Regions from separate parts of the Sus scrofa genome. Here region 1 is linked to region 2. The links are chromatin contacts, called in public Hi-C maps. All regions are on one chromosome and are shown on one strand. The core of a region is the stretch at or near the end of the contact, and the rest is flanking DNA. Distances in the headings are between cores, read along the strand shown. Region 1 holds the start of RADIL (ras-associating and dilute domain-containing protein). Region 2 has its middle 48 kb from the start of FOXK1.

Region 1 (4,254 bases), core at 885-3,384, 210 kb after region 2:
GCCTCTGGCCACCACACATTCCCAGTGGATGTGACCCCTCCACAGACACTTGGCTCACGTCCAGCACAGCCCCCCCCGCCCCAGCATCTGGCTGTGGCAGCCAGGCAGCATCTGGCTCAGAAACCTCCACCTTTGGAGACGATGCTCCAACGTGAATTCACACACAAGCTGAAAATGGCAGAAACTGGGTCTCTGCAGTAGCCCCCTTCACAGGAAAGTCACCAAGTACACACGGGGGTTTAAAAGGCCCGCAGGTGTAAGGGAGACGTGACGTGCCATTCCGCGCCTAGGGGTGGATTCTTACAGGTCCCGTAAGGTCTGAAAGCTTAGACGATTCTGCTTTAATGAAGAGAGAAACAGAGAATGACCATTCACCGCTGCTTGGTCCCCTCCCGCGGCCGTGGAAGGGAGTCGCCTCCCTCCTCTCCTGCAGCCTCCTGTGCTGGATCCCAGGGCAATGTCGGGAAAAGGGGCCAGAGCCTGTAGGAGAGACCGACTCATTCCCTTCCAGTAACTGCTCCTTAAGCCCCAACAAGGCCCAGGAAACACGGACCCTGATCTGTCGGATCGATTTTATCAGGAAGCTCTCTTCCCCTCCTGGTCATTCTGTGGCCATTTTCAGAGAGCAACCACGGACAGTGGCCAGCGGCTCGGGCAGGCCCTTCCGCCACCGTCACAGAAAGCAGAGTACAGCCTGTTTGTCCAAATGGGACAGATGCGTCCTTGCAGAGGGCGAGAGGAGCCTGCTGAGCGGGGCCGGCTCTGCGAAACCAGATCTGTTTTTCTGGACACATGACCTGCCTTTTCCTCTTCTGCTCAGTTCTCTCCTCTTTCGCACAAATACCGGGGAAACACGGGCTGGAGGCGGTGGGCTGCAAGCTGCTGCTTCCCCTGGAGAATGTTTTCCTCTTGTTTGCAAGGAAGAGTCCAATTTCTGATGAAAACAAGCTCGAGTCACAGCAGCCAGGGCAGAGAGTGAGGTCAGTGTGGGGCTGAGCTAATGGGTGGAGGGACACGGCCGTTCCAACACTGCAACGTGGGATCCATTAGAATTTCCACCAGGGCAGGAGGGGACGAGAGTAGAGTCACGCAGGCTGGGCCTTACCCCCACCGGCCAAAACGCGCACTCGACAGCGCCAGCCAGAGCCGTGCTTTTAAACACAGATATTATTTAATCAGACTTAATTCTGCCATGCTAGCCTCTTGACAGGGGGCTTTTTCTGCCAGTGGGATTAAGGACTGGCTCCTCTCTGGAATGCGGACCAGGCGGCCTGTGCCAATGGGAGACACCTGTAACTAACCAGAGGCACCTGTAATCACCAGCGGGCGGAGGACTTGGGAAATTCTTTTCAGCAATTCAGATTAACCAAACACTTGACCAGGTGCTGGGAGTTGCCAGGGCTGGGTGTGAGAGCAGCCTGGGTCCCACGTACCCACTCTCTAATGGGAAATAAGGGAGTTTTCTGCGTGGGCCCCCCAGGATGCACTGTTTGTCAAGGGGCTGGAAATGGTACAGAAATAGCTGGGAGACAATGCTTTCAGCTGGCACGCGAGTGGGGAACAGCGCTGCCGTGTGAATAGGGAAACCAAGACAGGCCGTGGGCGGGGGGGATGTCACGCGGACCCCGGAAAGAGGGTACGGACTCCTGCGCCCTGTGCCCGCCTTGCAGACCCCCCTCCGTGGGGGCCGCCAGAGAAACTGAGGCCTGGGGGAACCCCGCCGTTGGGGGGCCCAGGCTCCGGGGGCCAAAGCGGGTAGTGGCCGGAGCTGACCCCCTGGAACCCCCATGTAGCCGGTCTGCGGGTTCCGCCCCCCGAGGCCTCGCCCGGGCCCCGAGAGCCGCCTGTTTCCATGACAACCGAACAAGCCTGGGCTGGGTGGCAAGAAAGATGCCCCGTGCGGGGCTAGCTGCCCCAGCGCGCGCCCCGCGGCCTCCCGGCCCGGCCAGCCTCCGCGCCCCGGGACCCCGGCCGCCACGGAGCGACCCCCGCCGCCGCCGCTCCTCGCGCACCCCGCACTCACCTCCAGCACAGCCCGCCGCCGCCGCCGCCGCCGCCGCGTTCCGGCACGGCTCCCACACCCGCCGTTAGCCGGAGCCAGGGCTCGGGACTCGCGCGTGGCGCGCCTCCTGCCGGCAGATCAACGGCCGGGGCGGGCCCTCTTGGGGCGGGCCCCTGTGGGCGGGGCCAGTGGGAGGGCGTGGCCCGCGGCGAGAGGCGCGCGGGCTCCTCCTGCGCCCCCCAACAGGTAGGGCGGGGCCTTTGGAGGGCGGGGCCTCCGAGGGACGTGCTGCAGGCCCAATGAGATGACACCTCGGATGAGCCCTCGAGGGAATGGAGCATCTGAGCAACAAGGCGGGACGAGAAGAGACAGTCTGGGCCCAGGGTGATCCGGCCGCCATCCAATGGACCGAAAGGGAGCCTGGAAGGGGCGTGGCCTAGGGGAGGGGCGGAGCCAGGGGATGGGGCTGAGCACGGCACCACCTGCCAAGCAATTAATGGGTGTGGACTTGCCCTCCAAGGCAAGGAAGGGAGGGGCCTGTGCAGGAGGGGCGGGGCTCCCCAAGCTCCTGGGCCAAGTGCTGGCCTCGGGCAAGCAGTTTCTATCCCACCTCCTATTCCCTTGGCTTTGAAGGCCAGGAAAAAGAGGAAGCTGGGTAAGGCAAGCGCTCATCGTTAGGGGGCGGTACAGAGCTGTGACTCCGATATATGAACGTTCGAAACATGGAAAGAGGACAAGGGTGGCAGGTTCCGTTTCCCTACATTCTGTCCCCCACCCACCAGCGTCTTAAATGACAAATCAGATCGTGGCACTCTTGTGCTTAAAAGGATGCAAAACGGGGCCAGGCCAGCTCCAGGGCTCTGGCCCAACCGCCCTTCTCGGGTAACTTGTTTGAAAAGAAGCACGTGTCCTTCGAGCTCGCTTTGGCCCCAGTCCTCCGGCTGGGGTTTCATCTTGGAGAAGGGCTGTTCACAGCTCCCTTTGTACCGCGCTGCTCATGCGCTAGACCTGGGGGATTCACGTGGCCTCGGATATGAATTCGGACCTCGGGAATGCACCTGCTTGTTGACAGCTATTGGGGTACCAAGTTTTATGGCGCTGACCCCGAATGTGCAGTGGAGAAAGTGGGGAGGAGGGAACAGACATTTGTAGACCACATAAAATATATCAGACCCTCTCATCTAAAGCTCACGTCAGGGAGTTCCCCTTGTGGCGTAGGCTGGCAGCTGTAGCCTGGGGACCTCCATATGCGGCAGGTGTGGCCCTAAAAAGCAAAAATAAATAAATAAAATAAAGCTCACATCAGCTCCTGTGAGGCAGATGTCATTACACCCATTTTTCAGAGGGGAAAACAGAGCCTGAGAGAGGTCAAACTGCTAGAGGTAGGGCCAAGAATTGAGCCTGGGACTCTGTGATTAAATGGTATCCTTTTCAAGACTCTCCACACCCCCCCACTCCTCATCCCCCCCCCCAAGAGGCAAAGATGGAGCTGGAAGGAGAGCCTGGATTTCAACCTGTTTTCCTCCCACGATCCTGTCCCAAATCCTTCAGCAGGGGTTGGCCAACTACCACCTGGGGGCCAAAGTGGAGCTGTTGTTTTCGTAAATAAAGTTTTCTTGGAACACAACCCCACCCATTTGGTTACATATTGTCTAAAACTGCTTTCATGCAACAGACTTTACAGCCCCAAAGCCTAAACTATTTACTCTCTGGCCAGTTACAGAACCACGTGCAGGCCCCTGCTCTTCTAGATGTTGTGATGCCAGCTACACCATTCCTCCCGGGTTTCACCCTTCTCCGTCTTTGCTCAGGCCCCTCTCTCTGCCTTCCGTCCCCTTTTCCCAACTGCATGCGTCTGCTCAGGCTGCCCTAACAGGGTAACACCGACTGGGGGCCTAAACAATGGAAATTTATTTTCTCACAGTTCCGGAGGCTGAAAGTCCGAGATCAAGGAGCCAGGAGAGCTGATTTCCTCTGAGGCTTCTCATCTTGGTGTGTAGACGGCCGGCGTCTCCCTGTGTCCTCACACACCCTTTGCTGTGTGTGTGTGTTTGTCCTCATCTTCTCTTATAAGGACACCAGTCAGACCGGATTAGGGTCCACGGTAATGACCTCATTTTCATTTAATCTCTTCCTTACAGGCGCCATCTCCAAATACCGTCCCATTCTGAGATGCTGGGGGCGAGAGCGTCAGCACATGGCTTTGAAGGGATGCCAGCTGAAGCTCTGGCCCCCAGCATCTCAGAAGGCTG
Region 2 (4,254 bases), core at 191-2,690:
GCCGCACCTAGTCGAGCTGGACGTGCAGTTTCCCATGACAGCAATTCCACGAGGCGCAAACGCCCGGCCGCACACACGCACACGTGCACCCGGGAACCTGTTCTAGAAGGTCTGCGGGCACGCCCTTTGTAAGAGCATCCTTTGTCAGAGCCCAAACTAGGAAGAGGTGCCATGCCCGTGAGTGATGGAGGGGCGAATAAACTGCATATTCTCGTGGTGAATACGAGACAGGGATGCAGGCGAGCCGGACCACGGCGAGAGCTCATCAGACAGAGTCAGGTCACCCGTACAGGCAAGCGGCCGCACAAGAGAGCGTTCCGTGTGATTCCGTTTGTTTAAAAGGCAAACGGCAGGCAGAGCTGAGCTCTGGTGTCAGAAGTCGGGGTGGCACTTAGGGGTGCCTGGGTGGTGACGGGAAGGGCACACGGCTTCTCTCCCAGACGCTGGTGAGGTTCGCTGCTTGACCTGGTGGTGGTGACATGGATGGGGTCCCTTTGGGAAACCAGCAGACTCACACACGTGTGCTTCGTGCCCCATTCCGTGCACACGTGAGCCCAACACGCACATGTCACAGCCGAGGACCCCGTGTGCGTGTTGGGTGAGGAGAGGCTTCAGAGGGGGAGAGGGAGAGAAAACCTCAGCTGCAGCAGTCATTCCAGAATCGTCCAGAATCACACGTGTCATGGCTTTACCCAGGAAACCAGCTCCCGGGGATGGGCCGTGTCTGTGCACCTGCTGGAGGCAGGAATCCTTGCTTCCCTGAGGTGAGGGTTTCTGTGCCAGTCACCGCTGTGGGTTGGGGTCCCAGAGACATTTGCCAGGGAGACCCAAGAAGCCAAGGGAGGACGGGCCTCTGGGATGCAGGTCGCACCCCTGGGTGTGTCCAGACGCAGGCAAAGGAGGCCGGGCTCCCTACTCTCACACCCGTGGGTTCATTCAAAGCAGAGCAGGCCATGGGGCTTCTACCTCCTGGTGCAGAGCATTGTGGGAACCTGGGGGAGCTGGGCGAGCCTCCTCTTACTGAGACGTGAGGACATGAGGTCTCGGCATTGACCTTCTCGCTTTTCCTGGGTGCCTCTGTGTCAGAGCTGGGGGGGTGGGAGGCTGCCCGGCTCGCTGGGATCAGAAACCCGTGTCCTCAGGCTCCAGGGTGGTGAGGAATTGCTCAACCATGTGCTGACCGTTTGTATGTTTGGGCGTCTGTCTGCTGGAAAACAAGAGGCCAAGCATGCTTTGGGATTGCCAGTGCCGCCTGGGTCCTGCCCCCCTTGGCTTCTGGGTCTGCCCCGCACAGATGGCCCTGGGGCCACCCCCCTCATCGACAACCCGCACCCACACCCTCCTCTCAGGCTTTGCTTCTGGAGACCCAGACCTAAGACGGAGAAGAAGATGGGTTCCAGCAGCTCGGAGATCCAGAAACCTGAGACCCAGCGCGGCTGGGCCTCCCGCCTCCCACACACATGCCTGTGGATCCGGTTTCTGCGAACGGAACAGGGCGCTTGCAGCAAGCTTGCAAGCGGCTGTCATCATTTCCAGGATTTGCTATTACTCAAGTTGTCCTGTTTCCTTTGGGTACAGACATGCCCCCGCCCCCCCAGGCCCGGCCCCAGGCCGCATTCCCAGTCCCTGGTGGCTCTCAGACGCACTTTCCCATAAAAATAACAGCAACGGCTAACAGCGGTAGGGCGGGCGCCGCCGGCCAAGCCTGTGCCCAAAACAGCCGTCTTAACCCCTACGTTGCCCAACTTGAGTTTGTCAGGTGCTCCTCTGAGGTCTTCTTCCTGTTTGGGGGGGAAGAGAACGCCTCCTCTCCAGGAGTCGCGGCTGCTCTGCAGAACCCGGGGTAAGCAGTCACTGCTTTCTGCGCAGACCCGGGATCCAGTGCTCCCGGGCCCCTCGCCGTCGGCCAGGCCACTGGCCTCTGCCCTTCACATGTCCCCCTCTAGGAGTTCTCGTCGTGGCGCAGTGGAGATGAATCCAACGAGGAACCATGAGGTTATGGGTTCGATCCCCGGCCTTGCTCAGTGGGTTAAGGATCTGGCATTACTGTGAGCTGTGGTGTAGGTCGCAGACCCGGCTCAGATCCTGTGTTGTTGTAGCTGTGGTGTAGGCCGGCAGCTAGGCTCCATTTCAACCCCTACCTGGGAATCTCCATATGCCACGGGTGCAGCCCTTAAAAAAAAAAAAAAAAAGCAAATGTCCCCCTCTGTCCAGTGGACGCAGGAACACCAGCCCCTCCAGACTGTAGTGTTACTCAGAGATGTTAAAATGGGAAATAAGCATATGGAAAGATGCTTCACCAAGTGCCAAGAAAAATGACTGTGTGACACCAGGTTGGGCAGAAGGAAACTCTCTCCCGTTACGTGGCTGCACGACGTGACACAGTTGTTGGGAAATCCGTTCGGCAGCCCCTACCGGGGCTTTATCTGTATTCCCCTGGCCCAGCCAGCTCACTCCGTCCCGAGAGGAGGCAGGGCAGGGCTCCACCTAAAGACACATTCCAGGAGGTCACCACCGCCTCAGTGACAACAGGTCAAGGCTCGAAACAACCCAGGCGCCCATCATCAGTGGGTGGGTGCGTAGCGTGTGGCACGTGGGTTCTGATGACGGAACCCGAAACAGCAATGAGAATAAACAAGCACGTGCGACCGTTACACACGCCCCGATGATGGAAGGGGGCGTGTGCACACTGTAGCCGTCCAGCCAGGTCAAGGCCAAGTTCACAAACAGGAGGCACTAACGGTCTTGGTCCATTCAGCAGCTCTAACAAAAAGCCCTGTGGCCCCAGTGGCTTATAGACCGCAGGGTTTTTCTCCCAGCTCTGGAGGCAGGAAGTCCCAGGTCAGGGGCCAGCGGGGCTGAGTCCTGGTGGGGACCCTCTTGTGGGTGGCGGATGTCTTTACATAGAATGACCACAGGACCGGCACTTCTGCTCGTACACATGCACCCAAACGAACTGAAAACAGGAGTTCCAGCAAAAACTTGCATGCAGCAAAACACTCGTTCAGAGCAGCGCTATTCACAACAGCCAAAGGGCAGAAACAACCCAAAGGTCTGTCCACTGAAAAATGGATAAACAGGAGTTCCCATCGTGATGCAGTGGAAACGAATCCGACTAGGAAGCATGAAGTTCCGGGTTCCATCCGTGGCCTCGTCCAGCGGGTTAAGGATCCATTGCTGCTGTGAGCTGTGGTGTAGGTCGCAGACGCAGCTCAGATCCCTGGTTGCTGTGGCTGTGGCGTAGTGCCCCAGCTACAGCTCTGATTCAACCCCGAGCCTGGGAACCTCCATGTGCCATGGGTGCGGCGCTAAAAAGACAAAAAAAAAAAAAAAAAGAAAGAAAGAAAAATGGATAAACAAAGTGTGATCTATGCAGGCAGTAGATTTTTGTTAATTTGTTTTATTGATGAAGCGTTGACTTACAGGGTAGCGTTAGCTTCTGCCTTACAGCAAAGTGATACAGATATATACATTTATTTCCTGTTATTATCCATTGTGGTTTAGCATGGGATATCAAACATGGTTCCCCATGATCGGCAGCAGGACCTTGTTTTTATCCATCCTGTATCTAACAGCGTGCCTCTCCGGATCCCAAACTCCCATTCCTCCCACCCCCTCAGCCACCACACGTCTGTTCTGTGTGTCTGTGAGTCTGTTTCTGTGTTGCAAGTTCATTTGTCATACCACAGATTCAATGCCTCCATAAAAGGAATAAAGGACAGATACATGCTAGAATGTGGTTGAACTTGAAAACATTTTGCTCAGACACAAAAAGACGTACGTGGTATGATTCTATTTCTAGGCGACATCCCCCGTGGCCGATCCCTGGAGACAGAAAGGGGATGAATGGTTTCCGGGGTGGCGGCGTGGGGGGATGGGGAGAGAGAGCGCTTCCGTTTGGGGTGATGAAGACATTGGGGAGCTCACCTCGATAGTGGGGGTGGTTGCACAGCATTGTGAATGAGTTGAGGCCACTGAAGTGTGCGCTTTAAAATGGTTAAAAAGAGAGCTTTTCTCTGATGTGTATTTTGCTACACACGCACGCACACACCCACAGAGTTACCAGATGACTTGGCAGTTCCACTCTGGAGTGTTTAGCCCAGAGGATTGAAAACACGTGTGCACATAAAAACCTGTCTGTGGCTGCCCGTAACAGCGTGAGTCATCACAGCCGAAGGTGGAAGCGGTCCAGGGGACCGTCACATGACGAATGGGTGCTTAGGTTTGCTAGGGTTGCTGAAACAAGGTACCTTA

What was found. Hi-C and Micro-C count contacts between places; a contact is called where the count stands out from the background.
Region 1: a contact with region 2 is called in a Hi-C map of subcutaneous adipose tissue, with 2.8 times the contacts expected there. The contact joins the promoter of RADIL here to the enhancer-like site in region 2. A contact is called at or near these places in 13 of 47 Hi-C or Micro-C datasets (alveolar macrophages, blood, embryonic fibroblasts and 7 more) and 1 of 2 datasets of contacts at active chromatin or transcription factors (skeletal muscle).

The regions. Positions count from the first base shown.
Region 1 is chr3:3,714,005-3,718,258 of Sscrofa11.1, forward strand. RADIL (ras-associating and dilute domain-containing protein) reads right to left here and starts at 2,135. Exons shown (of 16, transcript XM_021086022.1): 1 at 2,024-2,135.
Region 2 is chr3:3,505,606-3,509,859 of Sscrofa11.1, forward strand. No RefSeq gene overlaps it. Among named protein-coding and RNA genes, the nearest start is that of FOXK1, 48 kb to the right of the region's middle. Within about 2 kb of position 1,441, at least 21 of the 83 cell types and tissues checked have an H3K27ac peak or open chromatin away from gene starts, as enhancers often do. A contact at or near this core is called in mesenteric adipose tissue, omental adipose tissue, retroperitoneal adipose tissue and 2 more, where this site is marked.